2 separate regions of the Mus musculus genome follow, and region 2 is linked to region 1. A link is a contact called in public HiChIP or PLAC-seq data. All regions are on one chromosome and are shown on one strand. Each heading gives the region's core, a stretch centred on a gene start, on an enhancer-like site or on the middle of the called end of the contact. The rest is flanking DNA. Distances are from core to core; before and after follow the strand shown.

Region 1 (4,999 bases), core at 1,672-4,171:
AATCCTCTACTTGATTATAGCCAAAAATTAACAATGTATGCGCCTCCATTTGCTAATACATCCCTTTAGCTTAGGGTCTCAACATAGAACATTCAGTCCATGGGACTACTATGAGTATTGTCTGAGGGGGTATGTGACTAGTACATACAACATGTGTGAGAGGAGAACCGCCGGGTCCATGTAGCGGTCTCAGTGTACACGTGAGAAGTGGCTACAAAGGCCATTTTCCCTCATGTCCCTGCCTGGCTGCTGCTGAGCTGGCTGAGGTCAGCTCCCCTCTGTTGGATTGCTTTTGCCTAAGGTGTGGGGCTGTGTGTCCAGTGCTTTTATTGTTCCACTGACGTGCATGAATGCAGCTGCTCTGCCCACACTCACCATCTTGATGACAGTTTTGAGTAGAATGAGTCTTCCCACTTGACACAATGTCATTCTATGTCCCAGATTGGCCTTGAACTTCTCCTGAAGTCCCAGGCTGCCTTGGCCTTGCAGTTCCTCTTCTCACACTTCGGTCTCACAGATGCTGGGATTTAAGTGTGCACCACCATGCCTGGCTCCACTTCATTCCTTCCTGAAGCTGTTTTAGCTGTTCTCATTTTTGTTGTATTTCCATGTAGTTCTAGAATGGTTGTATCTTTATTTGTATAAAATTCTACTAAGATTTTGGTAGAGATTGTGCCAACTTAAAGAGAATTTTATAACTTGTTAATGTACATCTCAAATCCTACCACTTTGTTGAAACCAGTTATTACTTCTGTGACTTAGTTGTAGATTAACATTTCTAATATGGAAATCTTGGTTAGATTTTTTTTTCCTTTCTGATCCAAATGCCTCTCACTTTTTTCTTGCTTCAGTACATTGTCTTAACCTCTGACAACACATCAAGATGAAGGAGTTTTCTACCCTTCTTCTTTTTCTGAATTTATATTCTTAAGGGTATTGCACATTTTTAAAAAATTATTTTCTGCATCATTGATATGACCATGTGTTCTTTTTCATAGCTTACTAGCATTACGACATTAATTGACTTTTAATTAGTGAATAAGGCTTGTGTCCCTGAAATAGTTCCTACTTGTTACGTAATTATTCTCATATGTTGATGAATTTTTTAGCCTTTCTTTCCCCAGATGGGGTTTCTTTGTGTAACAGAGACCTGGCACAGATGTGAACAAATTCAGAGACCCACAGCCAGACACACACACACACACATACACAGAGAGACAGACAGACCTTGGAGGGCTCAACTCTAAATGGGACTCCTCCATCAAATTCCTCCCCTCATAGCTCAAGGAACCTTGAGGAAAAGAAAGCAAGAAGACTATAAGAGCCAGAGGGAGGGAGGAAACCAAGAGAACACGGCCCTCTGAATCAACTGAACAAGGTGTGTATGAACTCACAGAGACTGAAGCAGCAAGGAGTGAGTCTATAAGGGCCTGCACCAGATCCTCTGCACATACATGTCATAGCTTTCATTGTAGCATTTTCATGGGACCCCTGAGTGTGGGGACGAGTGGGTCGCTGATCTCTGCGCCTGCTCTTGGGACTCTTTTCCTCCTGTGGCATTGCCTTGTCCAGCCTTGATGAGATGGTGTTTGTCTTGTATTTTATCATGTTTGGTTGTCTCTAGTAGCCTGGCCTTGTCTAATGAGAGACAGAAAAGGAGTAGGTCTGGGGCAGAGAGGAGGTGGGGAGGGACTGGGAGGAGTAGAGGGAGGGAAAACTATGGTCAATATAGTGTATGAGAAAATATTTTCAATAAAAAATTTTTAAAAATATTCATGGATGTTTTAATGGCAGTTTGATGCCATGTTGGTAAATCCCTCCACTATGTCCCTATCACCTCTTCAGCCAAGAAAGTGTGTTACCACCCTCCCCAGTTTTGCCGTATTGCATTAGTGTGTACTTGTGGTCTGCTAGGTTGGGATTTTAGTTTATTAGGGCTCTCATCTTGGTAAGACTACTGATGCCTTTTCTTTCACAGGCTTCATAACATCCGCCATTTTGGAAGCTAGCCAGCAGAAGTTTCCAGCTCGGTTTCAGTGTTATTTCTTTGTATCTTACAACCAATATTTGTATCTTCAGCAAAAGGGTCTTATTATCTAGTTCTGTTGGGTATCCAAGAGGAATGGCAAGTATTTATATCATTTCAGGGGGCCTCTGGGACTTCCCTAGTCAGCAGTCCATAAGGACATACCTGGCACTGAAATTTTTGTTTAATAAAAACTATGGCTTCTAGGAACAGCTCATGGTTCAAATCCTGCAAGTCCCCTGGAGTTCCCACTTAATGAACCTTAAACACTATGTCAGAGCCCCACCATACCTGAATTGTACTACTGTAAGGAGCTGGGTTGCCTTATCTTACAACCCTTTAACTACCTTAGACCGAGTAACCCAATGTAAGTTTTCACCTTCCAATTTAATTCCTGCCAAAATGTTTACTGTTCCTTTTATGTTGATTCCAATTGGTTTTAACTTGCCCATTTTTACCATGTGATCTTATTTCCTTTATTTGAAGCAAGCCCATTTGTATTTAAATGATTCAATCTACTACTTGTGAAAGTATTTGACCTTGAAGGTAGCAGAGGATTTTGTTCTCGTTTTATGGGCTCCCCTTGTTATCATTTCACTACTTTATTCGGAGAGATGCTCTCTTCTAACTGCTCTTCCGCTCATTGGCTGCACAGACTTTAAGGGGTGGGGCATCCTCTGCCCTCCGTACTCAGCCAGCATCAGAATGGCACAGGTTTATTCTTGGCTTCCGGCTTCAGCACATCCAGCTCGGGATCCAGCACCTTTCCTTCCTACGTAAGCAGGTAGCATGAGGAGGGCCCCCCTGATGCAAGGCAAGAAACCCAACTTGGGTTCCCTGTCTCAGTTTTGTAAGACTACAAGAAAAGGGGCTGTGCTGAGTTTAGAGAAGGCTCTAATTAGCGACTTAGTAACTATGTTACCTCTGCTTGGTCTTTGCTCTCTTGACTCTCAGCTTCACCCTTCTAGATACATTTTCCAGTGGAGAAAGGAGAGCTGCCAACTGTAGGTGGTTCACTAGCAGAAGGGTGTTTTTCTCCAGTTCTAGCCCTAAAACAATCCCAGGGAAGCACTCTGTAGCTTAAGCCAATTATGGTTCCTAACTAAATTACTGTGGCTTGGGAATTAAAAAGCTGTGGCTGCTTTTGCTAAGATCTGAGCTTTATTGGGTTCTATAGGAACTTGCTAGTAAAATGGCTAGGAAATCCCTTTAAAAGGAGAGTGGGTATAGTCACAGGAAAGAGCAAGGTTAAATAAAAAATATCTGCTATTGTATGCGTTATGAGAAAGACATCTGAAAAGAAGCTTTTAAACAAACCAGGTGAGAAACGCGATGCGTGGAGATGACAGTGAGACATTTAAGAGGTGACATTCATGGAGCTGTAAGCAAGCTGTTTTAAAATGCAGCCTCTGTACAAGCACTAGCCAGTTAAGACACTCAGCTTTGTTTGACCCATTTGTCCTTTGCTTCCTGGGACCCCATTTTGTTTGATTTTATTGCTGCATGCATGTGCTTCATTTACACAGTTGCTGCCATTTGTTCAGTCATCTGGACATTTTCTGTCGAGGATGGAGGAGAGGACACGTGGTTACTGACTCTTTGTGTTCTAAGCTGTTAAACACAAAACTGCCTTCTTAAACGCTCCTGTGACCTATCACCACACATAAGCAAGTGCTCATAAAAAGGCGGTGTCCATGGATCTTGAGCAGACTGGATAGCAGACATGGGAGCAGTGACTCCATATGACCTAAACTAGGGAGGAATTTTCAGATAGGAATCAGACCTGAGTGTGACTGTCCTTGACAGCAGTGATTACCGTAACCGGGACCATAGCACCCTACGTGCTTGTCTGTAAGTAGAATTGTGGTTCAAACGATCCGTCCCACTTGAAAACATAGCTTAATAGGATTCTAGATGGATAGTACAGATTTATAATAGATACAGACTTTAGATTTCTGTTTATATTGGCTAGTGCAATACTGCCTCACACTTCCATCAAAATACAGTGTTACAATGTGTAAACTTTGTGTGACATGACATTCCTTTGTTAGGTTTACTTGTGCCTTTAAGTGTGTTGACATTTGCACAAGGCAGGAGCCTGGTGAACATTGTAGTGCTTTGGAATAGATCAAGTGAAATGCCAAGTCATACTAGTGTGTATTGTACGTTAAACTGTCATGCTCTTGTGTGGAGAAAAGGGATAGATAGAACGGAGTACTGTGGGTCATCTGAACACTTATGAGAAGAAATGGGAAGGACACAGGAACAACTTTTGTTCCAGAAGTGTCTAGGGAAACTCACACCTATACAGCTATTCAAACTGCGAGCTCTGCTGAGGTCAACTACATGCATTTTTTTGTCATTCAATAACACTTTCATGCCGGAGTAATCTTTTTGCACACTGTAGATGTGTCTCTGTCCTTCCTTGCCTGCCTAAGGGCACTTTCTGAATTGTTTAAAATAAAAAGCCTATGGCCTTTGGCTAAGGAGAGCAGGAAGTCAGGACTTCCAGGCAGAGAGAGGAACTCTGGGAAGGAGTGAGGTGTGGAGGATTCCCTGCTGAGATATGGAAGTCAGATGTCTGAGTAGAGATAATCAGCCAGTGGCAGAACCTCGATTAGTATAATCGAGATAAGCTGGTTGGGAACAAGCTGGCTTAAGGTCTAGGCATTAATTTATAAATTAATAAGCCCCCATGTCTGGAACTGAGTTGGGCAAAGAAAAGGCTAATGTTTCCATTTTTACTTGACAAACTGTTGCTTTTATACCTAATTTTGAAAAGACTTTTCTTTACAATTAAGTAAGCATGTAATGTTTATTTGTTAAATTATCATGTGTATGCATGTTTTACCTGTATGTATGTCTGTACACCATATGTGCGCCTGCTGCCCTCAGAGGCCAGAATTGGGCTTTGGATACCCTGGAACTGGTGGTACAGATGGGTGTGAACCGCCACGTAGGTGCTAGGAGCTG
Region 2 (4,999 bases), core at 642-3,141, 120 kb after region 1:
CCTGAAACTTTTCTCTTGTTTTGTTTCCTGGGAAGGCCCTGGACACTCTTCAAGAGGCAGGGAGTATCCCGCAGTTCTTGCGTGTCCTCGTGTCCAGTGAGCGGCACTCCTGAGCATCTTGGCCAGCAACCAACCCTCTGGGAGAGATGGTATTTCACTCTCTCTGTTGACTTGTTTTTTGTCTCTTTCTCTTTGCCAACATGAGTCAGTGCCAATGAGAGAGCCTAGCTCATGGAAGAGATGCCAATAAAACTAGCACGGGAAGATAGCCACCACCACCAATGATATTCTCTGTGTGTGACATGGCATCTAAAAAAATTCAAACAAGAGGCAACATGGAGGACCCGAGTCACAGGCTTACCCCTAGAGAGATTTCCCATTCCCAGGAGAGAAGGTGAAGCACTGAGGGAGGGCAGGCTCCTGAAGGCTGTCAAGCAAGGCTGGCTGGAAGTTCCTCCTCCTGACTTTATCTTGCTCTAGCATGAGAAGCCAGCTGGTCCCTGGACAGAGTCTGGGAAGGCAAGTTCTACCAAGCTGTGTGAAAGCCCAATCGTAGGAAATTGTAGATTGTAGGAAATGCACAAACTCAAGAATCAGACCTACTGGCTCCTGCCCTCAGTAGCCAAATAACTGTCTCAGACTCCTCGTTTGAAAGGAGAGCAGGATGCAAGAGAGAGCAAGCTTTAGGGGATTATTTGCAAAGATTGCAAGCTCGTTCTAAAAGGTGTTTACTAAAATGAAAGCTAAGTTCCCATCAATGATAATAAGCATGAGTATAAAACTCCAGCAGGAACCAATTTGTGCAGCATAAGCTGTTGGTTCGGAAGGGAGGAGCCACTCCATTACAGAAAGAAGTTTTAGAGAGCAAGTCTCTATGCAGGTGAGTACACAGAGGACTGAGTTACGGGTTATTATCTCTGTTTTATAAGTACACCTGTGGAAATAGCGTTAATCTGTCCAAAGGCAGGTGGGGGAATTTTAACTCAAGCCTTTCTGAGTTGCAAGAGATTCCACCACGTGGTATAGTTGTTTGCAAATTTCAGACCTCAAACTGGGTCCATTTTCTCTTTTAAATTTAGAGGCTGGGTGACAAGGCTGAGCAACAGGAAAAACTGTTATTCTTGGCCCAAAATAGGAGACAAAGAGATAAGCCTCCAGAGCAGTCTGTTTGGGGTTCGGTAGTTTCGGATTTATGGTAGCAGAGCGGAGGGGAGGGACAGGCTCACCTGGGAGGGTGAATATTCAGGGCTCCTCTGTGAAAGGACAAAGAATCCCAGGTATTCTGGCAGTGACCGGTGCCTGCTTTGCTATTTGCTCCTGTCAGAGCTATTCCCAGTTGCCTGGTGGCAGTTGTTAACCTTGTGGTCCTGGGGTGGGGAAGACATTTGACATGTAAATGAATTGTGATGGTGTCTCTCCCTACTCTGGCAGCCATGTTAGGGCTAACTGGCTCACAGGCATCCTGTCCTCAAAGAAAATAAATAGGTCTAGGTATCCTTAGGTAGGAAGTCCAGGCAGCTGGGGACTGGGGCAGGGTAGCTTAGTGTTCCAGGTCCTAGGCCATATATATTTTCATGAGTGCCCTGCATAGCATCATTGTGCTTTGCAACCTCCCTTGGAATAAGGAAATGTGAGAGCTAAAGTTACGTTTCAGGTTTAACGTATTGTGCTTCAGCAATCCATAAAACAAAAGAGCCTTTAACCTGCAAACCCCACTTGCCCAAGGACAGATGACTTTCTGGAATGCTGGAGGCTGCTCTTATAAGATAACAAAGCCACCTGTTTTCACCTCTATAAACAAGGTTGGTTGTCTCAACAACACAGGATGTGCTTGATCACACACAGGCGGTAGATGTGAACGCAGGAAGTACATCAGAATGTATGCTTGGCCCAATTGGACAGAGGCAGGAAGTACGTAGCCTTGTGGGGTTTGCCTGCATAAGCACCTGACTAACATAATTCTCAGCCATTCTCTGGGAATGGACCTGGCTAGTGTCCATGTTCCTGGCTGGTATTTAATAAAGCTTGCTACGAATTTGGCTCAAAAAATTGTGGTAGAGGCTTTATTCTCAACTAGTGGTATTAACAAGCTACTTTGTATGAAAGTAGATACTTCAAATGCTTCATTTACTTTACAGAGACTGGGCAGGGATGGGGCCAGAGAAGGAGAGGGGAGGAAGGTGGGAAGACAGAAATAGAGCAGGAGAGCTAGGTGATACCTAGGAGAGAAACTCTAGTGTGTTAGCATTCCTTCTAGGCTCCACCCCACAGTTCCTTGGCAACAGGTATGCCTGACTCACTATAAAAGGGCGGTTTGGCCCCTCCTCTCTCTTTTGCTCTTTTGCTTTCTTGCTCTCTTATCCTCTTCCTCTCTGTCCCTCCTCTCCCCATCCCCCCCCCCAACCCCCACGTGCTCATGGCCAGCCTCTTCTCCACTCCACTCCCCACGCCGTAAATAAACTCTATTCCATACTATACCTGTCACATGGCTGGTACCTCAGGGGGAAGGGATGCCTCAGAACAGGTTCGCAGAGGCAATCCATCCCCTGCACCATACCACACTTCTACCAAACCTATCCCTGGCTTCCTTTTCTTTTTATAAAATACTACACAGTGGACATGATAGACAATGGCCACCTGAATTCTCACATGGTAGGTTGGCTTTCTCTCCTGCCACTCCTATGCCCCATCCTTCTCCCCCGAGTCATAACAATTCTGTCTCCTTTTTCCCAGTTCCTAGCCTGCACAAATCTAAAGGTCCTGCCCTGTTTCTCTTTGCTTCACCATTGGCTGCTGGCATCTTTATTGATCAATCGAAACCAACTTGGGACAAGGGCCTTCAGTGTTTGGACATGCAGATTCCCAACTAATCAAAGCCTTAGAACCAATCCCCAACGAGGGACCTTGGTTTTTATGTGAAAGTGTATAAAAATGGTCTATATTGACCCATTTAGCAAGACTAAAGAGTCCATTTGTTTTTCTCTCCCATCACTAGTACATCTCACCATGATATAATCAGGATTTAATACCAATACAGTCAAAAGAAAGGGTGTTTTTATCAATATAATGGTGGTATATATTGTCCTCTTATTGTCACCTATGTGTCTACTCTCACTACATCCTTGACTCTTGACAGCTGTTATTTTTCTCTTTATTTATATAATTGTATCATTTCTAGAATGTTCTCTAAGTGGCACCGCCCAACTTCTCTGCATCCTCACCAGCGTTTAGTGCTCTCACGATTTTTGCTTTAGTCATCCTGATAGGTGTGCCAAGACTTCTCTATGTGGTTTTAATGTGTTCACTTCTAGTGGCTTATTGTGTTGAATATCTATCTATTCATGTTTTATTTGCTATTGAATATTGTCCTTGGTAAAATGACTGTCCATAGAGTTTGTCTATTTTCTAACTGTATTGTTCACTCAGAGTTTCGAGAATTTAAAAATTTTTTTATTCTAGATTCTAGTCTTTGGTTAGATATTTAGTTTGCATGTATTTCCTCACTCTATAGTTTGACTTTCTGCCCTCTATAAGGAAATTAAAACAATTTTAACAAAACCAATTTTTCTTTTCTTTGTTTTTACTTTCATCATCAAGAGAGAGTTGTGATATGCACGGTGGCACACACCTGTAATCCTAGCATTAGGGGTGCTAAGGCAGGAGAATGGAGAATTTGAACCTAGCGTGGGTTATACAGTGGACGTAAGAATTCAGGATAAGCCTGGACTACATAATAGGGAGCCTCTGTGTATGGGGGGTGGACCCTAACATATCATATATGGCATTTTCTGTGGGTCTGTTTCTAGGCTCCCCACTGGGTTTTATTCGTATTTGCATCTATTCCACTGCCAGCCCCACTACGTCCTCCTTGATAGCTTTCAGTACTGGGTAGGTTGTTTCTTACATATTATTACTGACTTTGCTTGTTAGTTTGTTTGTTTGTTTGTTTGAGACAGGGTTTCTCTGTGGAGCTCTGGCTGGCCTGGAACTCACTATGTAGACCAGGTTGGCCTCAAACTTAGAAATCTGCCTGTCTCTGCATTGCAAGTGCTGGGATTAAAGGCATGTGCCACGGCTGCCCAGTCTGATTATGTTTCATTAATGTTATTCCTTAGTACTTCATTTTTATTTTAAAGTAATACTGTATTTTTTGTTGGGAGCCATTAAGACAACACAATTGTCCTGATCTCTGAATTGGGCCTACCCCCCCCTACTCCATCCCCCCCCCCCGCTCCCCCCCCTGCCCAGAGGAAAAGCGGGCCACAACACACCGATCCGAGAACAACCACAGAATGTTCCAGCCTAAGTCATCGCGGATGTCCTGACCACACCCTGATACCGCCAAGTTTCTGCTTTCCGGTGTAACTGCCTAAAGAATGTGCAATTCTATTGCCCCACCCCTCCCGCTGATAAGTACCTGTATTTCCCTTTTTGCTTATGCAATTCTATTGCCCCATCCTTCCTGCTGAAAGGCACTTCCCCTTTTGCTTGTGCATTTAAACCCTGGGCCTGGCTAATAATACATTGGGGCCTTGATGCAACTCAGAACGTTTCCGTGTTGTTATTCGCACAAGGCCCTCGTCTCTCTCTACCCCCCCAATTTGGTTCTTAGGAGAAGGTCCCCTCGAGACCCTCGAATAACTGGACCTGCTGGACAGGTCAATTTTTGAATCTCAACATCCATTTTTTACTGCTGGTAAATAGACATAAAATTGATTCTGGTGTGCTTATGTCAAATCCTGGAACCTTGCTGAAAAAAAAAATCTATTCACGTGAAATTTGCCCAGCAGAAGTTCAGAACTGCTTGGGACTGACGGCTCTCCTACATCTCCCTTTAAATATTCTGTAGCTGGTTTCTAGCTCTATGAGTCCTGGATAGAAGGAGATTTTACTCAAGGCTGGTGAGCCATGCCCAGAGATATTCCCATACCTCTTTGAAAGATATAGTAGGGAGATTTGGATTTCTGAGCTGATGAGATTCCGATGGGGTTTAGATATT

What was found. HiChIP or PLAC-seq counts read pairs in DNA pulled down with a chosen protein or histone mark.
Region 2: an H3K27ac HiChIP or PLAC-seq map of embryonic stem cells shows a contact between it and region 1, with 8 read pairs. The contact joins two enhancer-like sites. A contact is called at or near these places in 5 of 484 Hi-C or Micro-C datasets (embryonic stem cells, hematopoietic stem and progenitor cells, liver and 1 more), 3 of 115 datasets of contacts at active chromatin or transcription factors (all in embryonic stem cells) and 1 of 9 other capture datasets (adipose tissue).

Annotation. Positions count from the first base shown.
Region 1 is chr1:164,370,525-164,375,523 of GRCm38.p6, forward strand. The region is part of intron 9 of Nme7 (NME/NM23 family member 7); the gene reads left to right. Among named protein-coding and RNA genes, the nearest start is that of Gm39690, 46 kb to the right of the region's middle. Within about 2 kb of position 2,922, at least 18 of the 459 cell types and tissues checked have an H3K27ac peak or open chromatin away from gene starts, as enhancers often do. A contact at or near this core is called in embryonic stem cells, where this site is marked.
Region 2 is chr1:164,493,055-164,498,053 of GRCm38.p6, forward strand. No RefSeq gene overlaps it. Among named protein-coding and RNA genes, the nearest start is that of Gm26685, 7.8 kb to the right of the region's middle. Within about 2 kb of position 1,892, at least 50 of the 459 cell types and tissues checked have an H3K27ac peak or open chromatin away from gene starts, as enhancers often do. A contact at or near this core is called in embryonic stem cells, where this site is marked.